Linked DNA regions of Sus scrofa: region 1 is linked to region 2. The links are chromatin contacts, called in public Hi-C maps. All regions are on one chromosome and are shown on one strand. The core of a region is the stretch at or near the end of the contact, and the rest is flanking DNA. Distances in the headings are between cores, read along the strand shown.

Evidence for each region. Hi-C and Micro-C count contacts between places; a contact is called where the count stands out from the background.
Region 1: a Hi-C map of embryonic fibroblasts shows a contact between it and region 2, with 2.6 times the contacts expected there. The contact joins the promoter of RUFY4 here to the promoter of TNS1 in region 2. A contact is called at or near these places in 13 of 47 Hi-C or Micro-C datasets (alveolar macrophages, brain, embryonic fibroblasts and 6 more) and 1 of 2 datasets of contacts at active chromatin or transcription factors (skeletal muscle).

What each region holds. Positions count from the first base shown.
Region 1 is chr15:120,191,939-120,195,540 of Sscrofa11.1, forward strand. It overlaps RUFY4 (RUN and FYVE domain-containing protein 4), which reads left to right and starts at 1,719. Exons shown (of 11, transcript XM_021075279.1): 1 at 1,719-2,024; 2 at 2,114-2,220. The coding sequence starts at 1,979.
Region 2 is chr15:120,142,253-120,145,954 of Sscrofa11.1, forward strand. TNS1 (tensin-1) reads right to left here and starts at 1,545. Exons shown (of 36, transcript XM_021075207.1): 1 at 1,431-1,545.

The DNA of each region.
Region 1 (3,602 bases), core at 469-2,968, 50 kb after region 2:
GGGCAGCAACTGCCACTCCCCATGGGTAGTCTGAGTCCCTGTCTGAGTTTGGGCGAGTCTACCCCAAGTCTGCCTGAGGAGAACCATCTCCCACCTCACCCATTCTGCCTGGTGCCCTTGACCCCTGCGTCTCCCCTTCTCCCTCAGCCACCCCCACCCACGCCCTCAGCCACAACTCCCTGCTTCCCCAATACACCTCCCCCCCACCCCCGCAAGTCTTCCGAGCCTCCACCTCTGAGCAAGACATCCTCTTCCTCCAGTGTGCTGGGCTGGGTCTGAGTCACTTTCCAGACAGCAGACTAGCAAAGGCTGGGAAAGGTTGTGCTGCAGGTGGGGCCCGGGCTCCAACGCATCGCAGCACACCAGGCTCACGGCGCAGCCCATCCAGCCAGGCACCCGGCCGCCCCCTGCCCTGGCCACCGCTCGGCCCAGGGCACCTGCGACAGTGCCCGTGTTCATGCTCCAACCAGCCAGGCCTTCCTGGTGAGTAGCAGGGAGACCCCTGGGTCTGGGGGTGGCTGGAGAAAGGGAGTGATGCCAGGAGCAAGGGCAGAGGAATCCTGGGTAAAAGTGAGGAGCGGGGAGGAGGTGCAGCTAAGGTGCCTGTGGATTTCAGAGATGGTCTGGGCTGGAGGGTCTAGGCCTTGGTCTACAGATGGGGAAACTGAGGCCCAAGAAAGCAAGGGATGTGCCCCCATTACAAAGTGAGCAAACAGCAGGACCAGGATGGAGACCCAGGTCTCCTGACCCCAGCACAGCAGTGCCACCTAAAAGCCACACACACACACACACACACACACACACACACACACCCTTCATTTCCTTCTCCCTTCCCCTCCTCTGTGTCTGAGCTCCTCCACTCCCACTCACTCCCAAACTCAGCCACCACAGCCTGGGGGGCAGCACACCTGGGGTCCCCCCTCATACCCGTCCCTACTTCAGGCTCTGAGAATAAGCCCTCGGGGGTCACAATATTCCTCTGGGAGCCCCAGGCTCCACTGTGTGGGGGAACAGGCTGCGATTCCCTGGGGAGAGAGAGGTGGGATTAACACCTGCGCTGGGACCTCGCCTCACTTCTGCCTCCTTTGCCTCAAAGAACATACATTTTCCACTCAGCTGGGGCCCAGGGAAATATGAATGTGTGTTGCGAGAATGATGAACGCTCTGGCAAGGCCCCCCGTGGGGGAAGGGGACGCCTCCCCTCAGCAGCCACATGACTTGAGCACCTGAGCGTTATTAGGGCTGCTCACATCCAGTCAGGGCTGAGAGCCCCGGTCCCGTGGGTAACCAGACCTGAGTTAAAATTCTAGCTTCACCACTTAGAGCTTTGTGATGTGGGATAAAACCCTTACCCTCTCTGAGCCCCACCCCTTCCCTTGTCTAAAATGGAGTTAATAGGAGTTCCTATTGTGGCGCAGTAGGAATGAATCCAACTAATAACCATGAGGTTGCTGGTTTGATCCCTGGCCTCGCTCATTGGGTTAGGGATCCGGCCTCGCTGTGAGCTGTGGTGGCTTGGATCTCACATTGCTGTGGCTGTGGTGTAGGCCAGCAGCTACAGCTCCAATTGGACCCCTAGCCTGGGAACTTCCATATGCTGTGGGTGGGGTGTGGCCCCCCAAATAATAATAATAAATAAATTTTTTAAAAAGCAAAATAAAAATAGAATTAAGACTCTCCTAGGGTTCCTGAATGGAAACCAGGGGGTGAGGCAGGGGCCACAGCCCCTGGCACCAGAAACTGCTCCATGGGTGGGGGCCACACCATCACCCTTCCACCCTGTCTTCCAAGAAAGAGCTGGGCTTTTCTCCAGCAGTTAGCTCGCCTAGAGATGTCACATTGTTTCCCTAGATTCCTATTCTCCCTAGATCCTTAGATTCTCCTGCCTGGAAGGAGAGAGCTGAGCAGTGGAATTCAGAAGCTCCTTCCTGGGCTGGTACTCCAGAGCCACAAGGAAGCACATCATTTTCAAATACTCATGGCAGAAGAGGTGGCTGTCATCAAGATCACCAGGGACCTGAAAGGTGAGTGTGTCCTGAGTCTCTGGGATCAAACTGGGGCCGTGGTGAGGGGTCTGAGGAGCCTCACGATCTGATGTCTGATGTCCCTACAGCTGCTGTCTCCACCATCCTCCAGGGCTATGGGGGTGGGAAGCAGCCGGTGACGGATGCCAGTGCTGAGCTGCACAGACTCTGTGGCTGCCTGGAGCTTCTGCTGCAGGTAGGGCCCTCCCCTCGGCCCTCTCTCCATCTCTCCAGGTCCTAGTAAGTGATAACCACATGGGCTTTCCAGATGCTGAGAGCCATCTTGCCCTCACTCGTGGAGGCCATCCTTGTAGCCTGGGAAGGGTCGTGGGACAAGGCTGAGGCAGAGTTGGGTGGGGCTGGGGGCAGCCCTCCTGCCCTAAAGACAACAGTTACAGGAATTCCTGTGGTAGCTCAGTGGTAATGAGCCCAACTCGTATCCATGAGGATGCAGGGTCAATCCCTGGCCTCACTGAGTGGGTTCAGGATCCGGTGTTGCCATGAGCTGTAGTGCAGGTCACAGACATGGCTCGGATCCTGGGTTGCTGTGGCTGTGGTGTGGGCTGGCAGCTAGAGCTCCAATTCAACTGCTAGCCTGGGAAATTTCATACACCGCAGGTGCAGCTCTAAAATAAATAAATAAATAGTAGACAAAATTTCAGAGGCACAGATGTCTGAGAGCTGGCCCTCCTCGCTGCTGGTTAGAGCCCTAATCATCCCCAGCTGTAACTTTTGCTGAGCATTTACTATGTGCCCCACTGAGCCCTTTACATGCCCACCTTGCTTAATTTCCCTTCTGACCTCCAAAGATGCTTGGTGATCAGCCCATCCCCCCACACACACATATCCTTCCTACTTCTCTATGTGTGTGTCCATGTGAGTATACAGGTGGGGAGGTTGTGTGTGTGTGTGTGTGTGTGTGTATGTGTGTGTGAGGTGTGTGGATGTGTGGTGTATGTTGGGTGCATGTGTGAGTCTCCTGCCAGTCTGCCCCTCTTGGGATGCCCTCCAGGCCCACTGGCCTCCTTGATCTTCCTAAAGCACAGCAAGAAGGGGCTTACCTCAGGGCCTTCGCACCTGCTATTCCCTCTGCCTGGAACGCTTGTCCCGCAGGAATCTGGATGGCACACTTTGCCATGTCCTTCAGATCTGCACTTGAAGAATACCTCTTCAGGGAGGCTTTCTTTAGCCACTCGAATCTAAGTTTTTAACACACACGCCACACGCAGAGAGCACACACTCACACACACCCCACACGTGTGCACATACAGCACACTCTCCATTCCTTTTCCCTGCTGTTTTTCTCTTTAGCAGTCAGCACACGCTAACATACTAAATGTTTTACTTATTCCGTTTGTTTATGTCTTCTCTCCTACCAAGATGTGAGCCCAGGAGGTCAGTTTGTTCATTGCTGGGTCCCTGGGGCGTAAAACAGGGCTCAGCACATAATAAGTGCTTTGTAGGTATTTCCGAAATGGTTGAATGAAAGAATGAATGAGGGAGTTCCCATTGTGCCTCAGCGGGTTAAGAACCCAACTAGTATCCAAGAAGATGTACGTTCCTTCCCTGGCTTTGCTC
Region 2 (3,702 bases), core at 295-2,794:
CCTCCAATACCAGCTGAAACTCCCCATCTAAGAAGCCCTCCCTCCCCCAGAGAACACGCATTGGAAACCCCACCCCCCACCCAGCCGGCTGTGTGCCTTGGCAAGAGACTTAACTAGTCTGAGCCTCAGTTTCCTCATCCGTAAAACAAGGATGACATCAGCGCCCCCCAGATGCTGAGAGCACTGCATGAGAGTGAGTGTGAGGGCTTTAATACGAAGTGCTTTAATCATCGATCCCTGGGCTCTGATGCCCATTTTCCCTGCCCCGCCAGGACCTGTGCTCAGAGGGAAGGAAGAGAAGAGAATCCAGGTGGGAGAAGCACGTGAGCAAAGCTCCAGGCAAGAGTGGGCCCTTTGGCATGTTTGGTATACTTGGCATATTGGGAAGTACGAAAGGTTTCACCATGGGCTTGGGGCCAGGGGGATGGGTCCAAGAGGCGGCAAGAGGTGGATCCACGCGCCTGTGCAGCCACAGGAAGGAGTCTGTGCTTTGTCTTGAGTGTGTGTTGGGAGGGATCCAAGGCTCTACCCAGGGAACTGACACCAAGGCCCCCCAGAAGCTGATATGGAGATAGACCGAGAGGGCGGGTCAGGATGCGAGAGGCAGTACAGGTGAGAGATGTACAGGTAAGACAGGTACAGGTGAGGCATGTACAGGTGAGAGATGCATTGGCTGCAGAGAAGCTGTAGGGGTGGGGAGGGAGCTGGCAATAACAGGAGGAGGGGTGAGAGAGAGGGGGAGGCATCTGGCTGGTGGGGCAACTGATTGGGTGGTGGGGTCGGTCCCTGAGACTGGGCACAGAGGCCTCCTGCTGATTTCACTGTATGACCTGGGCCAAGATACCAACTCCTCCGGCCACAGGGACAGCCAAGCCCAGGCCATTCCAGGAGCACATGAGAAGCGTGATTGCAAAAGCCTGGCAGCCAGCAGGCCCTCCCCTGGGGCTGAATGGGGGCCCCTTAAACACCCCCTAAGCTGCCACAAGGGGAGGACTGTGGCTTGGCATCTTTGAAGTACTCCCAGTGCCAGGCACATGCCACCCACACACCTCCCACATGCCCTCCACGTACCAACCACACACCATCCACAGGCCAACCACAGCCCCTCACACACAAGCCACACTAACCACACACCTTCCACCTGCTGCCACATACCATCCACACGCCTGCCCCATGCCATTCACATGCCATCTGTGTACTATCTCCGTGCTCTCTTCATGTCATCTACACATAAGCTACAAGCCATTTCCAAGCCACCCATCACCTGCCACGTGCTATCCATTCATACCCACACGCTCAGCATCCCCTCCCAGATGAGCACCAGGCACCAAGTAGGACCCCGGGGACAGTCCAACCTGGGGCCCAGACCATCTCAAGACCGTGAAGACGCACCCCCTCCCCCATCCCCCGGGGCCCAAGCACCTACTCACCTTTGCAGGTGCAGCCCTCCCGGGTGATGACCTGTCGACAGATCCCACAGGGTTTCACCTTCTTGAAGGTCTTCACTTTGAAGTGGTGAGTCTTGGGGGCCTCCAGATCCTCTGGCTGTGGGAGGAGAGCACAGTAGTCAGGCCAGGGCAGAGGGCCGGGCTCCCGGGGAAAGGACCAGGGGGCCAAGGGAGATACGGGCAAGCACTGCGGGAAAGGAGAAGCCAGAGCCCCTTCCGCTGTGAAAGGCCCTGAGCCCACTTCTGGGAGAGGTGACCAGGGAAATGACCACGGCGGGTCAGACAACAACGGGAACCCAACATCTCGGACCGCAGGCCCTTCTGGGGTGTCTTTTTTATATTTATTTATTTTCTTTTTAGGGCTGCACCCTTGGCACATGGAAGTTCCCAGGCTAGGGCTCCAATCAGAGCTACAGCTGCCAGCCTACACTGCAGCCACAGCATCATTAGATCTGAGCCACAGCTCATGGCAACACCAGATCCTTAACCCACTGAGTGAGGCCAGGGATTGAACCTGCATCCTCACATATACTAGTTAGGTTCTTAACCACTGAGCCACAATGGGAACTCCCTAGATATGCTTTTTAAAACCGCCCCCACACACATGGGATGAGAGGCCAGCTGCAGTGCAGGCCTTCCCTGCATCTGGCTTGCCTCAAGTTCTCCATCAGCTGCCACCCACTGCTACCACAGGCTTCAGCTTCGCCCCCACAGACAGTGCAAGGTTGGGCCCCACATCCGTTGCAACCACACTTGGGAACACACCCTAAAGCCACAAAGTCCTGCAGCCATGCTGCTTAGGATCACTCTCCTCCCCCCCCCCCGACAGCCCCCAGCCCAGGCGCAAAAGCTCTTCCTGTTGCCTCTCCAGGAAGTCACTTATGTGGTGGGGGGCAGGGGGACGCACAGGTACCATTTCTCCCCAAGGCACCAACCTCCCCCTGGAGTCTAACCTGATTCAACAACAGGGGCCAGCAGAACACAGACATTGGCGCTTCCCTCCAGCCCCCCACCCCCCAAGGTACAGAGGTTTCTGATGCCCTCTGTGCATAGACGGACCTGTCCCGACACAATGCAGACCCCGCCGTTCTAGGCAGAGGGGTCTCCTGCAAGTCCTCCCACCTTGCACCCTGCTCCCAGTCTCCCAGCTCTACATGTTCAGAAGATGGGAGGCAGCGTCCCACAAACCCAGCATGTCCAGGTTTCCCAGCTAAAGACCCCATAGTGGTGAGTCCTGGGCAAGAGAGACTGAGCCAAGAGAGACACAAGGAGAAAAACAGGCAGAAGGAAAGAGACAGAAAGCCAGCAAGACAGAGAGGCAAAGAGATAGGCAGAAAGACGGTGTCAGAGACAGAGAGACAAGAGTGAGAAAGACAAAATGTAACAGAGAAAAGCAGTGGCCAGACAAAGAGGACAAAAGAAGATAAAGGCAGAGACAAAGACAGAGACGACCAAGCACAAGAGAGGATGAGAGAGATTAGATAGAAACGCACAGAGACTATAAAGGGAACCAGAAAATCAAAGGGGGACAGACAGACAAAAGGACACAGGAGCCAGCTGGAAGGGGCCCCTCAGGTCTGGGAAGATCTGAGCATCAAAATACCTAATGACAGTAATGGCTTGAATGAGCCCATACTGATGATTCGAAATAAGTGAATACATTGAAATGTGATGACGATGGGGGTATTTACGAGTCTCGAATCGCCTCCCTACATCATGCTTATAAATCACAAAGGGGGAAAAAGTCACTTTTCCTGGCAGATTCAGCTTAATCAAATGATCAAAGTAACGTCACCAGTAATGGGAGGAATGGAGATCCCGCGCTATGGGTGGAGGAGGGGGGCGGACTGAGAATGGGGCATCGCTTTTGCGATTCTCCTGCCAAAGAGACACAAGCTGAATCTAATCATGAGGAAACATCAGACCAACCCCAGTGGAGGGACAGTCTACCAACTAAATGGCTTTATATAATCTTCCAAAGTGACAAGGTCACAGAAGTCAGGGAAAGGCTGAGGAAATTTCCAGAATGAAGGACACCAAAGAGACATGACAACCACATGCCTCAGCTGATTCTGAACTGGATTCTTTCCATGCCCCTAAAGGACGTCACTGGGACAACTGGCCAAACTTTGGTGGGGTCTGAGGATGAGAAGGTAGTCACGCATCAGTGTCAATTGCCTGACCTGCTGGGTTAGGTAGGAAATGTTCTTGCAGGAAAATAGGAAAGTATTTCGGGGTGGTAGGGCAATGTTCA